3 separate regions of the Sus scrofa genome follow, and all the other regions are linked to region 1. The links are chromatin contacts, called in public Hi-C and HiChIP or PLAC-seq maps. All regions are on one chromosome and are shown on one strand. The core of a region is the stretch at or near the end of the contact, and the rest is flanking DNA. Distances in the headings are between cores, read along the strand shown.

The links. A called contact is a pair of places that touch in the nucleus more often than the background predicts. HiChIP or PLAC-seq counts read pairs in DNA pulled down with a chosen protein or histone mark.
Region 2: a contact with region 1 is called in a Hi-C map of liver, with 7 times the contacts expected there. The contact joins the promoter of IRS2 here to the enhancer-like site in region 1. A contact is called at or near these places in 1 of 5 promoter capture datasets (liver), 22 of 47 Hi-C or Micro-C datasets (alveolar macrophages, brain, embryonic fibroblasts and 12 more) and 2 of 2 datasets of contacts at active chromatin or transcription factors (alveolar macrophages and skeletal muscle).
Region 3: an H3K27ac HiChIP or PLAC-seq map of alveolar macrophages shows a contact between it and region 1. The contact joins two enhancer-like sites. A contact is called at or near these places in 5 of 47 Hi-C or Micro-C datasets (epiblast stem cells, fetal liver, liver and 1 more) and 1 of 2 datasets of contacts at active chromatin or transcription factors (alveolar macrophages).

Annotation. Positions count from the first base shown.
Region 1 is chr11:76,830,803-76,834,645 of Sscrofa11.1, forward strand. No RefSeq gene overlaps it. Among named protein-coding and RNA genes, the nearest start is that of COL4A2, 160 kb to the right of the region's middle. Within about 2 kb of position 2,134, at least 24 of the 83 cell types and tissues checked have an H3K27ac peak or open chromatin away from gene starts, as enhancers often do. A contact at or near this core is called in alveolar macrophages, brain, liver and 2 more, where this site is marked.
Region 2 is chr11:76,652,425-76,656,267 of Sscrofa11.1, forward strand. It overlaps IRS2 (insulin receptor substrate 2), which reads right to left and starts at 2,215. Exons shown (of 3, transcript XM_021065907.1): 1 at 1-2,215. The coding sequence starts at 2,189. LOC110255859 (a long non-coding RNA gene) reads left to right here and starts at 2,987. Exons shown (of 2, transcript XR_002336770.1): 1 at 2,987-3,843.
Region 3 is chr11:76,674,703-76,678,545 of Sscrofa11.1, forward strand. No RefSeq gene overlaps it. Among named protein-coding and RNA genes, the nearest start is that of IRS2, 22 kb to the left of the region's middle. Within about 2 kb of position 2,194, at least 4 of the 83 cell types and tissues checked have an H3K27ac peak or open chromatin away from gene starts, as enhancers often do. A contact at or near this core is called in alveolar macrophages, where this site is marked.

The DNA of each region.
Region 1 (3,843 bases), core at 884-3,383:
GAGGAACGTTACGGGCGCAAAAGGGCTGGGCTGGATGGCTGGCCACACGCTCAGAACCTAAAGGCCAGGGCTGCGCTGGGATCTGGGCTTCCAGAGGCGGGCAGCGCCCCGAGGGAGGAGGCAGAGTCGCCCCGCCCACATGCCTTCGGGGTCCTTCTCCTCCTGCAGGGCCGCCAGCCCCCCAAGTGTCTCTGAGAGTCTGGGGCTGAGCTGGACCCTAATCAGATGCCAGGCCTGGGCAGTGGAGGGCAGCTGGGGAGTTGCAGCTGCGCCAGCGGGGGCTGCCAGGGGCTCAGCAGTGTCCTCGGGACCCCAGGGCGCTGGGCAGTGTTATTGAACAAAAGCCTTGTTCAGGAAAGTCTCAACCACAATCCACAGTGACACACGATCTCTGGACCTGGCGGCCTGTCCCCCAGAAAGGGGTGCCCAGAGTCCAAACCTGCTTCCGGTGGGCGTGACCTTCTGTGGAAATAGGGTCTTTGCAGATGTCACCAGGTTCAGCTGAGGTCACCCTGGATTTGAGAGGACTCTGAGCCAGTGACTGGAAGCCTTATAAGGAGAGTCACGTGGACACAGACATGGGGAGAGGACCTCGTGAGGGACAGCGGCTGGAGCGATGCCACTGCCGGCGGAGGAGAGCCAAGGTCGCCCCCGCCCCCAGCGGCTGGAAGGGTCTGGACATCCGCCCATAGCTCCTTCCCGGGGCCCCCTGCCCTGTGCACCCCTGATCTCAGGCTCCTCCCTCCAGAACTCGCTTCAAGGCCCGGTTGGGAGCCGTGGGTTTCGGCGGCCACAGGAAACGGAGACAGGGGTAGAAACTGCACCTTCCTAACGAAGACAGAGAGAGGCCTAGAGGAGCCGTCGCTCTGCACAGGGCGGCCCCGCCAGCCGGACCCCAGGCCTCTCTCCCAGCGCTGGGCCGGGACCCTTCCAACTGCCGTAAGACAGCCCAGATCCACCAGGGCTTCACTCGCCTCTCCACCTCCAGGCTGGCGCCCGGCCTGCAGCCAGGGTCACTGGATCACAGGACGGGCAGCCCTCCGATAGGCTCCTGCGTCACCATGCCTTCTGCGCATGTTGCCAGCATGTGCAGGTTCAAGGCTGGTGCCAGGTGCTCTGATTGAGTTGTTGGCATCTCTGGCACCTGTGACTCTGTGGATGCCGGAGGGTCACCGAAGAGGGCACCCCAACCCCCGCGAACACAGGGACAAGGCTGGGGGTGGGGCAGCCGCCTCTAATCCCCAGCTGGCGGGTGGCCCAGGACAGGCAGCACCTGTCAGCGCCCTGCGTGGCTTTGACAGGCTGGAGCCCTTGGCCCGGGGATCGCCCAGGAAGCAGGACACTGCCCTGTCACTTAATCTGCCCGCAGTCATTCACGAGACTGCGCCAACCCTTAGCACTGACCCAAGGCCAAGGGCAGCCCAGAGTCACCACCCCACTGACCTTCAGAGCAGGAGTGCAAGCCACTAAGGGGGGTGGGCAGCCGCAGGGGGGATGGGCGGCCGCAGAATATGTGGGACCTGTGAGTTTGTGACGCTGAACCCGGACCGTAGGCTCGGAGGCTGGGGGTCGGGGCGGGGTCTGCGCAGCCGGGGCTCCTCCGCCGGCCCCTCGCTGTGTCCTCACGTGGGGAAGGGGCGGGGAGGGCTGCAAGAGCCACAAGAGTCGGAATCCGACCAGGGAGGAGGGGGAGGGGCCGCGACCCTCACCCACCCAGTCCTAACCTCCTCCCAGAGGCCCCGCCTCCAAACCCGGTCACCCAGGGTAAGGATTTCAACTCGGGAATTGCCAGAAGCCTTCAGGTTCTCACAGTGTGTGTGTGTGTGTGTGTACACGTGTGTGTCCTTGTGTGCATGTGTGTGACTGTGCGTGCATATATGTGTGTACGTGCATTTGTGTTTGTGTGCAGGTGTGGGTGTGTATGCCTTGTGTGGCTGTGCATGTGTACGTGTGTGTGTGAGCGCGTGGCCCGGCCGGCAGTGGGTGGAAGGACGCGGGCAGAGGCCTGGGCAGCCAGGCGGCAGTGGGTGACCTGGCCTCGCCTCCGCAGAGCCACCGCTGTCCTGGGAAAGGGCCCAGGTTTGGCGGGGACCGTGTCCTGCTGGGCGGAGTGTGCTGCCACCTGGTGGCCGTCCTGGGGAAGGACGGCCTCCTGGGGACTCGGCCGCAGATGCCCCAGGGTCAGGTGACTCTGGGCTCAGACAAGGAAGGACGCAGGGCCCAGCCCTGGAAGCCCCGTCTGTGCCGTTTCTCCGCAAACCAGCGGTCCTCAGCCCACCGCCGCGACTGAGGCCTTGCCAGGTCAGGGCGTCACAGGGCGAGGACCGAGGGGCATCTCCCCAGGTGCCCCCATGAGGCTTCCTGGAGACCAGGCCTCCTCCAGAAAGCTTGCGGGTGCTCAGAACCGAGCACGTTCTGTCAGTGAAACTTCCTGGCGTTGTTTTGTCTGACGCTGCCGTGTGGCCTCCTCACGCCCCACAGACTCGCCTTGGAAACTGCTGGAGCCTTTATGGGCTGAGGAGGCACACTGAGCAGCTTCCCCACCCGCTGGGTCCCCGCGGGGTCAGGGCTCGGCCTGAGAGACAAGCTCACCGACCTCCGGCGTCACTCATCCACTTTCTGTTTTGCTCCCATTCCCGGAAAACTGCATTGCATCCTTTTTTAAAATAGAATGAATTCTGAAAGCAGGCTCCTCCCTGCCTCCTCGGAGAGCGCTTCCAGCATCAGCGGATGGCTTGTTATTATCATCCTTCGTTTCAGAACAGTCTTTTCAGGCTGTGTTTTTCCTTGTGCGCTGCAGGACGGGGTCTAGGAAATCACGTGCCTACAAATGGGGGGCGGGTCCCAACCTGAAACAAGCCCATTGCTGAGGGAGTCTGACTCCCAGCGGGGGCTCGTGGCCTCCTGGAGCACCTCCCGGCTGCTCAGCTCCGTCCTGCTCACAGGCCAGCCCCCACCCTTCCTTCTTGCCTGGAAGTGACAGTGGACCCCAGCCCTGTCCACAGACGGACGAGGCCATGGGCCACCCGAGGAAGGCTGCCAGGCCCGCCCCCACCTTCTCTTTCCAAGCAGAGCCAGCTCCGATGCCACGGCTCCTGCCAGCCCCTCTCCCTAACTGCTGCCCTTTCAGCCAACGAGTGTCCCCAGCCCTTAGCACTGACCCTGGGGGCATGTCTTCCGATGTCATTCAGCTCACGAGGTAACAGACCCAGGGAAGGGAAGAGTCACGAGGCACTGGGACCCTTCAGACAGATGGGAAATGCGGCGAGAAAGGGGCCCTGGTCCACCCAAGGCCTTCTCAGGACAGCCTCAAAGAGAGAATCGACACACCCCAAAAAGGCAAGGAGGAAGCGGGGGCTTGGGAGGAGAGCAAATAAAACAGCCAGACCCTCTTTGCATCCTTTTCAAAGTTACCATCTAAAGCTGTGGGGTCTGGGCTGTCACGTGAACAGATGAGAGGGTAGGACCTGCCACAAGGGCCAGAAGTGGGGGCCAGTGTGTCTCTGTCTACGGCCCCTCCCTCTCCTGCTGTCCCCACCACTCCTCTCTGCCCTCTTCAATGAAAGTGGAGCTTGTGGGAGTTCCCATTGCAGCTTGGTGGGTTAAGAACCTAACTAGTATCCATTCAGATGTGGGTTGGATCCCTGGCCTCGTTGGGTGAGTTAAAGATCCAGCATTGCCACAAGCTGTGATGTAGGTCACAGATCTGCCTGGGATCCAGCATTGTTGTGGTTGTGGCGTAGGCCAGCAGCTGCAGCTCCTATTTGACCCCTAGCCTGGGAACTTCCATGTGCCGCAGGTGCAGCCCTAAAAAGACAAAAAACAAAAAACAACAACAACAAA
Region 2 (3,843 bases), core at 965-3,464, 180 kb before region 1:
TCGGCCGGGGAGCTGGCCTTGTAGCTGCTGCCCCCACTCCCCGGAAAGGCCCTGCTGGCTGCAGAAGTGGGCGTGGGCACCGCCGCCCCTGTGGGGGGCACGGCCGCTGCAGTGGCCCGTGGCTGCAGGATCTGCTTCGGGGCCGACACGCTGGTGGGGCTCATGGGCATGTAGTCGTCACTCTTGCAGCTCCCACTGCCACCACCCATGAGGGCCACGCCAGGGGTCATGGGCATGTAGCCGTCATCCGTGCCCAGGTTACTGCTGGAGCTCCGGTGCGACCCAATCTCGATGTCGCCGTAGTCTTCGGGGTAGGGGTGGTAGGCCACTTTGGGAGAGGACACGGGGCAGGACGGGCAGAGACGGCCCGAGCTGCCAGAGAAGGTGGCCCGCATCAAGGTGTATTCATCCAGGGATGCGGAGGAGGGCTGGGGCACCGGCCGCTGCCGGGCAGGTGTGGTCAGGGAGTAAGTCCTCTTTCTCAGCCCTCTATCCAAGTCCTGGGCCCCGTCCCCGGATACCCTGCGGTAGGGGCGCCCACAGTGGCTCAGAGGCCGGTCCATGGTCATGTACCCGTACAGCTCGCCCCCGCTGACGTCCCTGGCCGGGGGAGTCTCGGCGATGGATTCGGGCGTGTTGCTCCTGTGGCTGCAGAAGGCTCTCAGGTCCCCAGGGCTAGAGCCATACTCATCCAGGGACATAAAGCCAGGGTCGCTGGGGGAGCCCGAAGCCGAGGCGCTGCCGCTGGAGGGTCGCTGAGGGTGCAGGGGATGCTGCAGGTGCGGGTGTGGGCCGGGAGGTGGCGGGTAGGAGCCCGAGCCATGCCCGCTGCTGGACGACAGGCTGCCCGGGCTGGTGGCGGCCGGGGGCGAGTGCGCCACGGGCATGGACATGGAGCGGCTGTGTTGCAGAGCGCCCCCTGCCGGCGCCAGCGTCACTTTGCTGGCGCGGCCGCCGCAGCCGCCGCTCAGGGTGTGCGAGCGGCTCAGGGGCGCGCGCACAGGCCCTGGGCTCAGGGGGCTCCCCGACACCGACACCGGCCTCCCGCCTGCCGCCCCGGCCCCCGCAGCCGCGCCGCCGTCGCCCTCGCTGGCCGTGCGAACCCGGCACGAGCTGCACTTGGCCGCCGGCGGGGTGGCGGCCAGGCTGTCCGTGCGCGAGCGGCGCACCAGGCCAGTCTGGCTGGGGGGCAGGTTGACCAGGTGGTGGTGGCGGCGCGCGCCGGGGACGCTGATGGGGTGCGTGGCTGACGAGCCGGACGACTGGCTCTTGCTGCGCGGCCGGAACTCGAAGAGCTCCTTGAGCGCCTTCATGGCCTCCAGGATGGTCTCGTGGATGTTCTGGGCCACCACCGAGTCGTCCGCCTGCATCCACAGCTCTCCCGGGCCCGTGACGGCCGAGCGGCCCACCTCGATGAAGAAGAAGCTGTCCGAGTGGCCGCAGCGGCGGATGTTCATGAGCTGCAGGGTCACCGACGGCTGCTCGCAGTTGAGCTTCACGAAGCCGATGGTGCGCGCCGACAGGCACAGGCGGTACACGCCCGTCAGGTTCTTGCTCTGGCCCAGGCCCTTGGGCTTCAGGTTCACCTGCCACACCTCGCGGTAGGCGGCCGTGGCGGGCGCCACCAGCCCGTAGCTGTCATCGGCCGCCGCGGCGCCGGCCGAGCCGCCCAGGGCGCCGGGCAGGGAGGCGCTGCAGGACGCGGCGGTGGCGGCGGCGGGGGGCGCGTCGCCGGCGCTCGCGCGGCCCTCGCTGACCAGGTCGGTGAGCGCGCGGTACCAGCCCTCCTGCTCCTGCTCGTTCTCGGCCGCTACGGCAAAGTACTCGTCCTTGGTGTAGAGGGCGATCAGGTACTTGTGCTTGGCGTCAGCGCGCTTGTTGATGTTCAGGCAGCAGTCGAGCGCGATGACCCGCTTCGGGGCGCCCGCCTTGCTCCGCCACTTCTTCTCGCTCTCGTAGTACTCGAGCCGCGGCGGCTGCGGCGCCGACCCCCCACCCGCTGTCGCCGTCGCCTCGTCGCCGCCCGCGCCGGGCCCGCGCAGCACGAAGAAGCGCTTGTGGCCGTGCTTCTGCTTGCGCAGGTAGCCGCACTTGCGCACGCTGTGGTTGTTGTTGTTGTTGTTGTTGTTGAGGTTGGGGCCGTCGCCGCCCGCCGGCCCGGGGGGCCCGTGCAGCGGCGGGCTCGCCATCGCCGGCGATTCAGGCCCCGCCGCCCGGCCGGGCTTGGAGGGGCTGGAGGGAGCGGAGGGGGCGCGGGCGGGAGCGGCTCCCTCCCCCCCCTGCTCGCCCGCCCGAGCCCGCGTCCCTCGGGCCCAGGAGGTGGAGAAGGTTCGGGGAGGCCCGCGGGGGCCGGCACCGCGCGGTGGCGCAGCGCCCTCCGCGCTCCGGGGCCCCAGAGGATGACCAACGCGGGCGGTGGCCGCCCCCTGGCCCGGCTGCCCGCGGCCGCTTCCTCCTGGGCTCTCGGGCGGCGCCTGGGGACTCGCTGGCTGGGCCGAGAGTCGGGGTCCCCGAGCCGTGGGGCCGAGCCTTAAGGCGCGCGCGGCCGCACCGGTCCCGCCGCTGCGCCGCGCTCCGCGGTGCCGGGGTGTGCCCGGGTACTCGGGGTCCGCGCCGCCGCCGGGGTTGGTGCTGCTGCTGCTGCCAACGGCGACCCGGGCTCGTCGCGGTCCCCGCCGCACAGTGAGTAACACATCGCGCACCGAGTGACTGAACTAAGAAGAGCAAAACAACATGTGACTCGGCGTTACGCAGGCACACACTGCGCGGCCGCCCCGCCCCGCCGCCCGCATTGGCGCCGCGCCCCCGGACGGACGGCGCGTGCGGCCAATGGGCGCCGGGCGCGGGGGGGGCGGGCCGCGCGCCCCCGCCCCGCCCCCCTTTCTCCCGGGGCCGCGTTTCCCGCCGTCCCCTCCCCCTCCCGCGGAGGCCGGGGCCCGGGGCGGGGTGGGGGCCGGCCCGAGCCTCATTAATCAGAGGCTCGTTGGGGATGCCGGCGGAGGAGATGCCACCCAGGGCGGGAAAAGGGGCGCGCGGGAGGGGCGGGGGCCGGCCGCCGCGCGGAGGGCCCTGCCCTCCCGCCTTTGACTCAATTAATTGGGCTCGAAGCTTCCGCCGGGGAGGGGACCGGGGGAGGGAACACTGTAGGGGGTGGGCGCCTGCGGAGATCAGGGGCCGAGACCGCGGACCTGGGCTTGGTGCAGGGGAGGCGGAGGTAGCACCCCACTCGGGCCCCGCATCGCCCCGCCGCCGCCCCATTTGCTGGGGGCCAAGAAGGGGCAGTGAACTTGGCTGCCCTCTCGGAACCACCTTCCCCCAACACACACTTCGGCCAGCAGATCCCGCGCCCAGGCTCGGGGTGGGGGCGCGCCTTGGCGGGTTTGCGCCTGGGTGGTTCCCGGGTGCCCGGCCCCGGCTTGTTTACGAGCATCACATTAGTCCGTCACCGGTGAGCTCTGGATCGGCAGCAGCTTCGGTGCCCCTTCCTGGAAGGAGAGTCGGGGTGCGGGAGGGGGCGCGGATGCGGCGCCCTCTACCCCAGGCCGCGCTGGCGGCGGCCGCTGGCGGGATCCCACCCGCTCAGGGGCGCCCTTCCCCCGCACCCGGTCGTGGGCTCTTTCCGGGGCGTCATCAGCGCCATTCACTTGTCAGGTTCTCGGGAAGTTGAAATCGGCTGTTGGGGATGTAATAGGAGAAAGAGAAGGAGGACGAGCGGGCGTGGAGAACTGCAGTTTCCATAGTGCCGGGAAGAGGGCGGGCTCCAGCGAGCACACAGCCCCGGGAGCCGGGTCCCCGCCGCGGGTGCCCTCCTCCCGCCCGACCCTCGGCACCGCGTGGGGGAGG
Region 3 (3,843 bases), core at 944-3,443, 160 kb before region 1:
AAAACAGGCATAAATTACCTCCTGTTGACAGAACACAGTGTGGTCTTGCAGAATCGGACTGAACCTCTGAACCTGATCCAGCTGCCCAGAGCAGGGGCAAGATAACTGCTGTATGCAGTTGGCAGCCATGAGATCTAGTCCTCGGGAAACACTGCAGGACAGATGGCCCACATTCTTCAACAGATAAACCATAAGCTGGGGGGGGGGTGACTGTGGATTTAAAATGTATCAAGTTCAAGTACAATGATAAGGAAAAGCCAGGAAGTGACGTGCAGCAAAGGCAGGATAGCGGTGGCTTTGGAGGGACAGGATCCTGGGACGGGGATAAGGACACAGCCAGGGCTTCTAGGGAGGCTGGCATCATTCAACATGTTGACCTGGCTGCAGGTTCAAATTCACTGGCCTTGTAGCAGTGGCCGTAGTGTGCCAGGGTCCCTGTGTCCTAGGAGCCTGCCCAGAGGATGTGCCTGTTTCCTTTTCAGTGTTTGCAAGCTGGTGGCAACTCACAGCCCTTTCTCTGGGTGTCCCCACCATCTTCGGTCACTGGATAGGGTTTCCCTCTCCGTGGTGGGACATCTGTAGACACACGCAGACTTTTCCACGGGGGCAAGGAAAATGGTCTGACTATTGGGAGCAGCGAACACGGGTCACGAGCTTGCGCAGCAGGGTGATGGCAGGGCAGCAATCTCTGTGCTGACTTGTCCCATGATGCCCTCATCAGGGACTTGATGCTAAGGAGTGGGAAAGGGAGTATGCAGGACCTCTGTGTAAGCAGAGGGGAATTTCTGGAGGATGCCAAGGAAATGAAAAACAGTGGTAGTAAATGTGATATCTAAGGGCTTCCAGTGGAGACGTGAGTTTCTACAGACAGTGGACCCCAAGGCTTCAGGAATGAGTGAGAAATAGGAGGTATGCATGTCAAGACGCCTTGGCTGGCAACGGACCCACCCTAAGCTGAGATCACTGCGATGGAGTATTGAATCAAACTTCCCTCCTGCCTCAGAGATTCAGGTCAACAGGGCAGGAGTGCCCTCGCCACAAATGGGAAAACCACAGACCTGCAGAAGGTCCCTTCTGAGATCCTTTGCCCACTGCTCACCGCCAGCCAAGGTTGAGAAGAGAAGGTCAAGGAGCACGATCACCGAGCTCACCCTCCTTGAAGGGAGGGTGAGTCTCCTTTGGATCTTACGCATTTGTGGCCAAGTCAAGCGATGCAAAGCCCAGGAGAATCTTTGAGCAAAAAAGACCTACTTTCAAGAAGCGGAGACATCCTCTAAAACCTCACAGGACCTGCACTGTGGCAGGTGGGTGCCTCCCAAGGGTCTGACCCGTGCCCCTGGAACTGGTGGGTGTATCTGGACCAAGAGACTGTCCTTGACTCTTACCTGGAGAAGCGGGAAGGCTGGAGTAGCCCCCAGGTTCAGGGCCAAAAGACAGGACAGCAGAGGGAGATATGGGCTCTTCTTGAACTGAGGGAACAAGGCACAAGTGTGCCAAGGGTTCCCACGGGGCAGCAGGTCCCAGAAAAGTCACCGAGCTGGACGGAGCTCGGCTCAGAGATTTCTCCCAAGAACCGCAGGGCGAGAACTGTCCTCAGCAGAGGATGGGACCCCGACTCCAGAATGTAGCCACGCCCAGCGTCTGGCCGGGTGCAAACAAGGAATCAACAGTCAGACCATGCAGTTGTTGTTGAAGGGGGACTCTCTCCCTTCCCCTCTGCAGAAGGCAGCCCATCCAGGGAAAGCCCACCACCGAGAAAGAAAGGGCAAATGCCTTCTCCCCTCTCAGGCTGCTTCCCGAATTTCAGGGAATCCTGAGCTGCAAAGAAGAGCTCCTTGACCAGGAAGTGAGAGTGAGGGTTTGATTTGGATCAGAGCAGAATGTTGAATGTCTGAGAAAGCGAGTGTAAATGACTGGGGGTGAGAAAAGGCACAGGACCTGCTTGAGTATCTCTAGGAGGCAGAAACGTGAAAAGAGGTAGAGGTGTCTGAAGGCAGTGGTGCCCACTGGCTGCACAGAGCTAATTAGAAAAGAATTAGTGACCAACGGCACTAAATCCGGTCTGAATGCACATTTGGACCTGGAGCTTAACGCTGAAATGGTGTAACGTGATTTGCACACACACCCCCTCTCCTCCCACTTCTCAACGTGTTTCTGTTTCACTTCCCTGTTGGCTCTGTTGTCTCTAGCTACAAACAGACTCTCTATGTGGTGGGAAGAGTGGCCACGTCTTTACAGCTATTGGTCCAAAGGCAGAAAGGGTAGCTGGTTGGCACAGAAGGACTCGAACTGGTCCTGCTGGGTGTCGTTTCCACCCCTTGAACCCATCGCTGCACAGGGTGAATGGGACACTGGGATTGCCAGACTGAGCCAGGCGCCCGTCTTGTGGCTGGGGACGTGGGTCCTGAGGGAACCATCTAGCCGGAGTCACATGGATGGGGGAGCGAACACTCTCAGTGGAAAGGAAATCACGCACTGGAGAGTTACGGAAGCACAGAGGCCCCCCAGCAGCCATCAAGCGAGAGCAGAGCACACGAGGCTCTGGCGTCACCTTCAGAAATGATGGTAGGACTTTCACATGTTAGCATCCACTTTACTGCCATCTTAGGTGGAGCAGAAATGGGGTCCTGTCTCCTCTCCAGTCTCTGCTCCTTGGTGTCTGTAGTTTTGAGATGCTCAGTGGAAGGACAGAGGTACTGAAGTTATGCAAACATGTTCAAAATAGGCGCATTGCTGAGAAGAACAGTGGATGGAAGGCAAATGACAGACACAGTGAGCTGTGCTGGAAATTCCATCCCACTCTGTCCCAAGCAGCTTCCTGAACACAAAATCACACATTCACATGGCCCAAACAGCAGCTTTTCCCACATACAACTGATACTATCTTTCAATGTGTGACAACCAGGGGGATACAAGGGACTGCATTGTCCATAAATTGTCACCAGCATCTAGTAAATGTTTTAATGCAAATTGCTACAAGGAATTTCATTTCCCCCACACTCATCCTCCTCCAAGGGTCGCCAGGTGACTGCACCTGCTTATCTTACTAAAAGACACAAAGATAGTTGTACTGTTTTTTTTTTAATGATGTATTTTAGTGGGAAAAGCGACTAGGTTAGAGTAGACCACGTAGGTAACATGCTTCCTTCTCATTCTAAGGTTGTTTGATTCTTAAATGTGTTCCATAAAGCAAACTGTGCTAAATAACCACTAATGGACACCTTAACAGACACGTTAGAGGAACTGAATTTCAAAGTTGTTTCCAGCAGGATGGACTTTTTTTTCTTTTTATGGCCACACCTGCAGCATATGGAATTTCCCAGGCTCGGGGTTGAATCAGAGCTGCAGCCACAGGCTTATGCCACAGCCACAGCAACACCAGATTCCAGCTGCATCTGCAACCTACATCTAAGCTTTGCAGCAATGCAGGATCCTTAGCAAGGCCAGGGATCGAACCCCCATCCTCACGGACACTATGTTGGGTTTTTAACCCACTGAGCCACAATGGGAACTGCATGATGGACGGTTGAGTCAAGTAAGTTATAGATACAGTAGCAACACTAGACCAACGGACCACCCGAATTCTGCTTCTCCTTTTACAATTTAATAACTATTTAATTATGGCCATCACACCCTAAAAATTTCCCACCTAAACACATATGGTGTCTGGCTGGATGCTTGCTGAGGCTCCTTGCTGCTCTAAAAAATTACATTCTTCTACCATGTTTAAACCCAGAGCCCTAATTTTGTAAGCAATACAACTTTGGGGCTGTATTAGTTCAACTCCTCAATTTATTGGGCAGCAATTGGAAAATGGAGACCAGCTTTAGTGGGAGCCAGAAT